2 separate regions of the Macaca mulatta genome follow, and region 1 is linked to region 2. A link is a contact called in public Hi-C data. All regions are on one chromosome and are shown on one strand. Each heading gives the region's core, a stretch centred on a gene start, on an enhancer-like site or on the middle of the called end of the contact. The rest is flanking DNA. Distances are from core to core; before and after follow the strand shown.

Region 1 (5,303 bases), core at 357-2,856, 540 kb before region 2:
TGGTACTATATAACATGTAGGGTATGTTAATTCCCTGATATTTATTCATTTATTCATTCGACACATAGTTATTGAGTATCTCCTGTGTACCATGTTGTGAGCTCTGGGGATACAGTGATGAGGGAAATTGACCTGATACTTGTCTTAATGGAGTTTGATTACTAGTAGGGGGAAGTCATATAAAAAGATGATGATAAACAAGGAATCAAATAAAAACATAAGTAATTTCAGTTTGAGAGATCACAGAGAGTTAATAAAAAGGTTCTATGAGAATGAAGGGAACTCACACAGCTTGTGAGAGTAGGACTGTCTGTGTAGATAGCATGAGATAGGAGAAAGAGCTAGCCATGTGATGACAAGGAGACAGGGACCAGCAAAATATTTAAGGCTCTTCAGCTGGAAAGACTGTGATGTGTTCTGGTAGCAAAAAGGAGGCCTCCATAGCTAGAATAGTGAGTCCCAGGCAGGTGAGACAAATTAAACTGGGGCCAGATCATAGGAAGGATTTTGAATTATTCTCAGGCAAGTTTTAAGCAGGATGGCATAGTCCAGAGAATGGATTTGAAGGGAGGGAGGCAAGAGCTGGGGAAGACAGGGTGCCAGAAAGTATTGAAACCAAATAGGAAGTTATTGCAGTGGCTCAGAAGGAGAAAACAATGGTGATTATAGAGATGAACAGAGTAGCCTTATTCAAGGTGTGTTTTAGAAGTAGAATCTGCAGGACTTGCTGATAAATTAAACATGGAGAGAAAATTAAGACAAAGATAACTTACAGGTTTTTAGCTTGAGCAACTGGGTGAATGGTTATGTTGTCAACTAAGCGTGAGGAAGGAACAGCTTTCAAGGATAGATGGAAGGAATAATTCAGTATCCAACTTCTACATGTTAAATGCAAGACGACTGTGACACATCCCAGGGAAATATATTCAGGACTGCCCTCTGAGCTCTCTAGACGTAGCTTTCATTTGTACCACAACCATCTCCCTTTCCAAATACCCACAGAGATGTTTCCTATATCTATGTCTTCAAGGTGTGTGGTCCTGAAGAACAGGGAGCCCTTCACTCCCATCTGCATTGCCCGCTAAACGTGCCTTCTGATTTTCTTTTCTGCTGTCAGAGCATTTGCTGCCCTCCATCCTATAGGACAACTCTAAATCATTATCTCCACAACACCTGCTCCATATCAAAAGTGTTAGATTTGTAGCCAGAAGACATGCACTATTTTTCTTACTAGCTGGGTGACCTGGGGCATGCCATTTAACTTCTGGGAGCCCTGCAGGTCTTCGTAAAGACAATATCAATGATTACATGTAAAAGCACTTCATAAACTGTAAGCAGCTATGTAAATAGGCTCGTTATTCTCATTTTTGTCTCAGTCTCCACCTCCGTAACAAATAATCTGCCGGTTTGTTGTTTTTTTTTTCTCTCTCTGTTCTCCTCTCTTTTCTTCTTGCCTGCTTCTTCTGTCTCTTGTCCTTTCTGCCACATAAATTTGCTTTCCTGAAAAAGGCTGGTTATTTGGAGACATCATCACCAGCCAATCAGAGCTCTCCATTCCTTCTGGCTGGAAAGCCAATCAGATGTAAGCTCCAGGTCTCTTTTCAGTGTTGCTAGGGCTTCAGGTCTACTTCTAAAAGCTGACTTGCTTGCTTTCTGCTAGTTCATTCTCTGTCTCTCTCTGTTCCCCACTTCTCCCACCCCCACTGTATTCCTCTCACTCCTCCCCTGTTCTGGGTTTGGAGCAGTTCCAAATACTTAAGCCTTCCGGAAGTTTGGGTTGTGGATAAGCAAGGTTTGACTGTATATTTTTTCCCTTGAGAAATAGAGAACAACTATTCCATGTTCAATATTGAAGCAAATGTTTTAGCAGCTTAATGTCCCTTGGCTACATAAAATTTAGTTCTGCTTATGTGTTTTGGGTGTACAGATCACTTTTTATTCAGATGGACTAGAGCATAAACTGGCATTGAATTTGGCAATGAAACGTCATAGCACTCGAACTTCACTGGGCTATACAAAAATGCATTCAAAATATTTTAAAGTACTTCCACTTTATAACTGATGACAGAAGATGATAAATACATTGTGGTTATTTTGCTCCTGTTTTTTGAACTTTCAGTGTTGGGATTGTTGGAGAAAACTACCCTGAAATAGCAGTGATTTGGGAACTAATACCTAATGGCTAAGTGGGTGTCCTCAGCCCTCACATCCTGCTTATCTGTGGAAACTAATTAACATGGGAATGATAGCTAGAAACCCTCCCTTTTCAGAGGACCCAAGAGTCCATCTTTAAATGCTGTATGGCTGGGTATGCTGTGAAGATTCTCTTAACACAGAACAGCTCTGCCTTCCAAAACCCTAAAGACGTTTGATAAGGAAAAATAGCTAACAAGTTATGCCTTTCTCATAACCTTTGAAACCTACTTAAGAACTGAAACAGTAGAATTTGCAGTTTAAAATGACCAGAGAAGTGGCAGAAAGCCAGAATTCTGTCAGAGACGGCTTGGAAAAGCTTAATGATTAACAAATGGGTCACTGCCTTCAGGCTCTGACCTTTAGAACTAACCAATTTTAGCCTTTTGGTTATGTTCCTTCAACTCGTTTTTATATCAAGGAAAAAAATACTCCCTGATGGCACAGTATCACCCATCCAAAAAAAAGAATTCTTAGCAGTACAGTATTTGGTCAGTAGCTTTTCTGATAACATGGAGTTGGTCCTAAACACAGTATTCACAACTGTTAAATTATATTTTTTGTTAGAGTTTAAGGAAGGCCCTAAGCACGACTGCATATCCTGCAGGTGAAATGTACGAAATTTCGGTTAACATGGTAACGGCTCTAAAAATACCTAGGCTACAGTTTAACCACAGAGTTTCCTCCTTAACGTAAAAAAGCCACCATCACGAGCTGTTAGAAAGTGCAACAAAAGCAATCTCTGTCAGACTTTGTGCAAGCAGGCTATTAAATCAGGCCTGGCAGTGACAATCTGCAGCCAGTCTGCATCAAAGTAATAATTAAAGTTTTGCAAGCCCAAACAGCAATGCACAAACCACCTAAGAAATACGTTACATTGATAAGCCCTTTTTTCTGCCTGTAACCTCTCTTCTGCCCCCACCCCCAACCACCAGGTGGACTAAGCAGGGCGTGGCAGGGGCACAGTGACAAAGAGTCACCACACCATAACCGCAGGGCCCCACCCAAAGGAAAACCTAGGGCAGGCTGCCACGGTTTTTCCCAGCAACCTCTGCACCAGGCTCCCATAGAGTGTGCACAGGAGGCTAAATCACTCACCTGGGGTTTCCCATCTGGGCTCTTTACTTGGCAGAGACAGAGAGAGTGGGGTCAACCTTTTCCTTGATGCTTTTGCAGTTAGCAAGTTGGAAACATGTTTGACTCTTTTGAATTCTGTGCCTTGGCTATTCAGGAGTCTGTCATGTCTAGGCTTACTAAATTCTACCATGTCTCAGCTGCCGGGTTTAATAAATAGAAATACTTGACATCCAGTTCAATTGGGATTTTGAATAAACAGTGAAGAATTTAGTGAGTGTAAGTATATCCCATGCAATGCTTGGGATATACTTATACTACAAATAATTTCATAGTTTACCTGAAATTCAAATTTGACTGGATGTACTTTCAGAGTCTTTTTATCCACCAACACCCAATTAACAAGGGGTTTTTATTTGTTTGGGCTTTTTAACTTCATTTTGTTTTTATTTAGTTTTGCCTTGCTTTGCCTTGCAAGCCTTGGGTCAGTGTACAAAGGCAAATCTAAGGAAATGAGCTAGCATTTGCTGAGCACATTCTTAAATCAGGTTTCATCTTAGGTACTTTTGATACATGATCTTTTAAAATCCTCACACCATCCTGTATAATAGGCTACTTAAAATCTACATTTTATAGAGGAAGGTACTTCAGCTCAGAAAGGTTAAGTGATTTGACCAAGGTCACACAGCTAACAAGGAGGCAAAGTTAGGCATAAGCCCAAGTGAGTATGACCCCAACTGGCTTTCTCAACTACTTAGTACATCTTCAATAGTCATATTTAAAGGTAATATTTATTTTTTGCCTGTTTATCAGACATTAGGTTCTTTTCCTTAACAAATGTCAACTCAATAGCATAGATTTCATAAGTGAAAAGTTCAAATTGACAACTGAATTGGGAACTGTTCTCCATCAACTCCTGGTACATAATAAACTATTTTATTAATCTCTTTACTGAAAGTGAACTTCCAGGCCATTTCTGACTACTCCACACTAGAGCTATAGTTGTTCTAAGTGCTTTCTATATAGTAATTAATCTAATGTTTAAATCAACCCTATGATATAGGTAGTCCTGTAATTTTCAATTTATAGTGTAGAGAAATTGAAGTTCACAGCCTTTCCCAAGGTCATACAGTGGTAAGGAAATTAACCATGATTTAATCCCATATTCCTGGCTGCAAAGCCTCAGTTGTGTGGCTTTGAGTAATTACTTAACCTCTCTGAGCCTAAGTTTTTTCATGTGTAAAATGAGAATTATAACTACAGTACTATCTATGTCATTATTAACCATCTAAATAATGGTTAATTCATTTACCAGTGTTTGACCTTGAGAAAGTGTCTGAACTTAAACAGCTTTGCAGGTAGTAAGCACTCAACAAACATGAACTTATAAAATTATTTTAAGAATTATCTTTAGTAGACACCTTTGATAATAAAGGGCATAAGAGAATAGTCTATGTCAGGGATTGGCAACATTTTTCTGTTAAGACCCAAAAAATTAAACATGTTAGACTTTTCAGGCTGAGAGTCAAAATCAAGGATATTATGTGGGCAATTACATGACAAGATAGAAAACAAATTTCTATAAATCTTTGTTGACAAAAATGGAAAATTTGATGATAATAATAGTTAAGTATAATTTTCTATAATATAGGTCTACTGATGAGAAAAATTGATTTTTTTTATTGTGGGAGAGTGATAACATTTCACATAATTGGGGTTCAAACTTAGTGTTTCCTATCATCAGAATCAATTGCTCATGCCCATCTGTTAATGCTGATTCATAATGAGGTTTTATATATTTTGTCTTTGAAAATATCTTTTCACACAAATAGATACTGTCAAATACTAATATCTGTTGATGAACATATGATTTTAATTTAGCACAATCATTTAAAAGGCACTTAATAATTCTATTAGATTCTTCTCTTGGTATTTGCCTTTTAGCATGTCATTATATTAATTACTTCCAATTGAAGGGTAGGTGGAAGCTCCTCAATTGCACAGTTAAATGGATTTTGAAATAAGGAAATTTCATT
Region 2 (5,315 bases), core at 2,203-4,702:
AGTATATTATAAGCAATGTAAATCTGCATTGATGACTATACTGCTGTGCAAACTTTTACACTGGCAGCAATAAAATTCCTTTTTCCTCACATAAACTGTACATTACTCCTTTCAGTTGTGCTTTACTCTTGAATAAGCACTATGAAAAATGAAGTTTGTAAGTTATCATATAGCAATTAGGTGGTACAGTCACGTTTTTCAGGAAATATAACTTAGCAGATACAAAACAATGTAAAATAAATATTGTGAATAGAATATTTTTTAAAACCCTCATGATTAATTTCAGTAATCACTTACCTTGAGGTAATTTAGGTAACTTCAATAGTCACTGTACTCTCTAGTAGTTAAAAGTATTCCCTGTGAAGATTTATTTGAAAAGAGGCAAATCTACCAAACAATAAAAATACAACAGAAGCCTAAAGTTTCCACATACCCCAAATACACTATTTTTCTATAGTCTCAAATTCAGCACTATATTTCAGACTAATATTAATATATAACCCTACTAACAAATATTTAGAATAATTTAATTTTGCGATATTTTAAAACTGAATTATTGTCCTCAGTTTTCCTCGGAGAAATGGCTTCATTATTAATCTTTCTTTACCAGATAAAAATACTCCAATCACTACTTTCATAAAGGAATTTAACTTTTCACAGGTTAGCTGCCGAAATAAATACTACAGCATGCCAAAGACAAAGTCCTCAATGACCATTTTAATGCCTTCCCACCCCCATAAACAGAAAAACAAGCAAACCAAGTACGTTGGAATATCAAAATTATTGGGAGTGCAATTATCAAAAAAGCAAGCACTTCATTGACTTTCCTCACTGACTTTTTTTCATACCAACTTTTGGCTCAATAAAACCACAACTCTAGAAATCAAGTGTTATTAGTCATTTGACACAATATTTGATACTGCTTTCTATGCATAACTAAAAGTACAATTTTAGAGAAAGTTTTAAGTCACATAAATTTCATGTGTAGAGACCCACATACTCTGAAATCAAAGGAAATGCCAGTCACATCACAGCTCACATGTAAAAACCTGGTAGAATAATTTTAAGGTCTTAATAACCCTGACAATTTTAAATAAAGTGGGAAAAGTAAAAGTAGTGTGTATGTACTTTAAGTGCTGAAAGAAATCTGTCTCCCAGACAGCATTCAATTATTTTCTTCAGAGGCTTTTTTTTCAAAGTTACATAAACATTTAATTTTTTGTTCCTATATATTTGGATGACTGTCAGTAATTCATGCTAATAGTAGACTGCTTTGGAAGTCACAAAAGAATTTTTTCCATAATTATCTTCTGGGCAAGCGGGTTTAGCCTTAGTAACATTTTTATCTTCCAGTTTAGCCTTAGTAACATTTTCAATTAATGCCAACTTCAAAATTTGCAAATACTGTTTTAAAATAATATTACTGACTTAACAGAAAACTAAATTTTGGGAGGCTACTTCTTCAGTAAGTTTTATATTCATTTCAAAACAAAAACTTGGGCAAAATTAACTGTGCACATGTATATGCAGCTAACATAATCCAAGGGAATAAAACCTCTCCCGATATAAACGTTGTCTTAAAAAAAAATCTTCCCCACAATTTTTAGCAGGACATATAGACACTGCAGTGTCACGCTACCTTTAGACAAAATGCAACTGATACTTGCTAAGAAATAATTTTTATTAAAAATACTCTGCTAGTACTTATGCAATTACATAATTTTAACTAAATATTGTCCACTGCCACAATTCGCATTACCAAACTCATATTACCAAATTTTAGGCCTTGATAGAGCCTAAATGCTTCAGTCACTTCAGACCAATAACTTCTGTTTTCACATACCTTATACACTGGCCTACCAATAGCTCTCAATTCCTGTCAATACTTTCCATTCTGCAAAATGAGGGCCCCATCCCCATCCCTAATCAAAACCAGTCTGTTGTACCTGAAACTGCAAAGATTCATGCTTTTCGATGACCACTAACTTTTGAAGCCCGAAGGCCTAACTTTTAGACAACTAAAGCTATACACTGTTAAAATTCTTGGGCTTCTGTCTTATTCAACAAGCTGACTCAGTAAATTTAATACACTGTATGAAAAAAGCTAACATACCTACAATCTAAAGCTGGAGTAAACTTCTCTTGCCAGCATTTCTGGATATTAGCTGGTAAAATTCACTTGACATTCTACACAAATCACTGAAATTAACAATACCAAAAGATGTCAGAGAACCTGAAATCTAAAAACGGTGAGCAGCAATTCTGGCATCACAATACTTAAATTTCAAGCATGAACTGAAGTTTTATCTTTGCAATCTTCACTTGCCACACACAATACCCTTGAACCTACACATTGTCATCTGGGATCAAAAACTACTCAATATCCATTCCATGTTTATGACAAGAGCACTGAACATTAAACGCTACTGAAGTGCAAATTTCAAGCCCTATCCTACATCATCCCATAGGGAGAGAAAAAGGTAAATATAACAAAGATCTAGTAAGAACGCCTTATAAGGTATATAATGGCATTATTGATTTCAAACTACAAAACTTCTAAATACAGTCCAAAGTTGTAACTTAAGTGTAAAACATTAACAAAACTACTTTTTGCACTCAATGTGCACCATATATACTGAAAATTATTCTGCTTCTAAAGTTATGCAAATCAGTCATATTTTAAAAGAATCTATCAATGCAACCCAGGAAACTAAAACAATCACTGCAAGATTCTGATGCAATATGCATACGTGCAACACTAATTTTCATTTTATTCTGATCTAAACCCTTGATCTAGGGCCTAAGCCAAGATTTAATCGAAATATGCTCAACCTCAAAGCGTCTACTTTTTTGTTCATTTAGGAGACCGGATTACCGAGCTCTCTAATCCACTAACAGCATACTGTATTCTGTATTAACGGACAATAGCCCTCAGGAAGAGACCGTATAGACAGCCTAAGCAAGCAATCGGTGCCTCGACACTTGCAACCAGGCAAGAGTTCCGTCTAGCCGAACACACCCTAGGTTGAATACAAGAAAAGAAACACAAAATATATGACCTAGCAACCCGACCAGGGTTAAATGTTATAGTCGCCCAAACTAGGGACATTTTCGCATCCGTCTACTCCCACGTTCTAAGAGAGTGACAGAAAGGCAAAGAGGAGCAGCCGCAGAAATGGATACAGGTCAAGTCTAAGTCGAATCCATCCTCTTGATATCTCCTTTTGTTTCTGCTAACGATCTCTTTGATGATGGCTGTCATGTCTGGGAGCCTGTGGCTGAAGAAAAAGGAGGAGAGAGATGGCAGAAGCTGCTGGTGGCGGGGCTTCTTCTGCAGGATGGAAATGGCTCTGGACTTGGCGGTAGCTGATGCCCCTCGCTCTGCCGCCGCTTGGCTCTGGACCGCAGCCGGGTAATGGCTGCTGCGGCGGCTGCTGGATGGTTGCAGCGACTGGGCCTGCTTCTCCTCAGCAGCCAGAGGCCTGGCAGCAGCGGCAGCGGAATGGGGAGAAGACGAATAATCCTCGGAACGGCTGCCTCCTCCGGCGGCCTCCGGAGCCCGGGCCACGGGGGGTGCGGCGGCGGCGGAGGGGAGGTTTAAAACCGGCCCGGGTCCCTGGATGTGCCGCCGCCGCCGCCGCCGTGTTGGAGGCAGTAGAAGGGGAGAGACCAACTCTCCGGCGTTCCCAGCCCTGGAAATGGTGACAGGCGACTCAGACTCCCTCCCTGGAGCTGCAGCCGCCGCGGCCGCCGCGGCCGCCGCTTCTCCCCCCCGCTCCAGGAGCGGGAGGTGCCGCCGCCGCCGCCGCGCCTCAGCCGGCTCCCGCCCGAGCCCACGGCTTCCACCTTCCCCTTCAAGAGAAGCTGAGGAAGCGGCTGCACGGTTAGAAAAGACGAAGAGGAGGCGAGAAACGCCGCCGCTGCCGCCGCCGCAGGCCGGCCGGCTCCCCGAGGGCGCTGCCCCCGCGGCTGCTCACAGGCGCTGAGAGGGGCTCCGGGCCGCGGCCGCCGCCGTCTCTCATCTCCCTCGCCTGAGCCCGGCCTCGCCTCACAGCGGCTCAACTCTCAAACTTCCATCATGGCTGCAGCTTCCGAGAGGAGAGAACTGAGCGCAGCCGCGTCCCGGCGCCCGAGCGCGTATCCTGCCGCAGTGCATAAAGAGTCCCGCCACATCACCGCCCGCCGGCCTGCCCGCCCCCTCCGCCGCCGCGCCGGGAGCCCGGGCTCCTCGGGAGACCGAGGGGAGGCGGGAGCCGAACGAGAGGCGGACTGGACCGTGCCGGGCGAGGGGAGGGCAGGGCAGGGGGCGGTAGGCGGGGGCAGGAGCGGTAGCTCCGGGTGCGAGCGCAAAGCCCCCAAGCCGTAGGCTCTACTGAGCATGCCCAGTGTGGCTGCCTAGAGCTCGCTCGGGCCGGTTCCGAGCCGCCAGCCTGCAACTGCACTTGCCGCGGCTGCTTTTGCAGCAGCGCGAGGCGAGGATAACGAGCTAAGCCTCGGCCTCTGCCCAGAAACCCAGCCGGAGGCAGGGTAGGCTGTTGCGGGGCGGGGGTGGAGGACTGATGATGAAAGCTGAGATGGGTGCGTTGAGCAGTGTCACTGACTCGAGTCTCAGGTTACCTGTGCACAGGTGGAAAGGACCAGGTGACCACGCTGGTCAGTATACAGGGAAATGCAGGGACGGTCCTTGCAAGGGGAATACCCTCCCCCCTGCCTCTGCCCCTGGATTTCCGCGGCGTGGACTGCATTCGCTCTTTTGCATCGCTGTCGATCACAGTCGTTCGCAGAGATTTGACTGTAGCAGCCTTTGCCTAGAGATTCCTCCTTTCCCCAACCCTGTGTCCTCAGGATGTCAGTCTTAGCACAAAGAGCAACCTGCTATTGTGTTTCCAGCGTGCATCACCTCATCCGGCTCCCTTGTAGCGCCCCACCTCTCGCTTCCCCGGTAACTCGGCTTGTTTGCCCTAAAAATGAAAGCTCTCAGCCGAGCGTGCTGAACGTGAACACATCGCCGTTGAATTTCCAGAGCCCAAAGGGCACCTATCTAAATGAACTGAAAGAGGATCCCCGTGAGTAGGACGCACCCCGCAGCCCTCTCCTGCGCCCGCTCCGGTGCCCCTAGGAGACTAGAGCATCTCTCCCCCTCGGGCTCCAAGTCGGTTCGCCGCGTCGGACTCAAGCTCGGTTCTTAGAGACCACCTAGCCCCGCCCCCCCCTTGGCCTCCGTGAAAACCCGGCGGGATGGATCGCCCGGGGCCAGGCTCCACGCGCCCCGGCCAGACCATGCACGTTCGGGGTTACCAGGTTGAGTGGAAAGT

What was found. A called contact is a pair of places that touch in the nucleus more often than the background predicts.
Region 1: a Hi-C map of liver shows a contact between it and region 2, with 8 times the contacts expected there. The contact joins the enhancer-like site here to the promoter of PTEN in region 2. A contact is called at or near these places in 5 of 14 Hi-C or Micro-C datasets (CD4 T cells, cortical neurons, fetal cortex germinal zone and 2 more).

What each region holds. Positions count from the first base shown.
Region 1 is chr9:100,473,779-100,479,081 of T2T-MMU8v2.0, reverse strand. The region is part of intron 4 of RNLS (renalase, FAD dependent amine oxidase); the gene reads left to right. Among named protein-coding and RNA genes, the nearest start is that of RNLS, 200 kb to the left of the region's middle. Within about 2 kb of position 1,606, at least 26 of the 40 cell types and tissues checked have an H3K27ac peak or open chromatin away from gene starts, as enhancers often do. A contact at or near this core is called in cortical neurons, fetal cortex germinal zone, fetal cortical plate and 1 more, where this site is marked.
Region 2 is chr9:99,938,810-99,944,124 of T2T-MMU8v2.0, reverse strand. PTEN (phosphatase and tensin homolog) reads right to left here and starts at 3,452. Exons shown (of 9, transcript NM_001260965.1): 1 at 3,184-3,452. The coding sequence starts at 3,262. KLLN (killin, p53 regulated DNA replication inhibitor) reads left to right here and starts at 5,239. Exons shown (of 1, transcript XM_015147618.3): 1 at 5,239-5,315. The coding sequence starts at 5,239.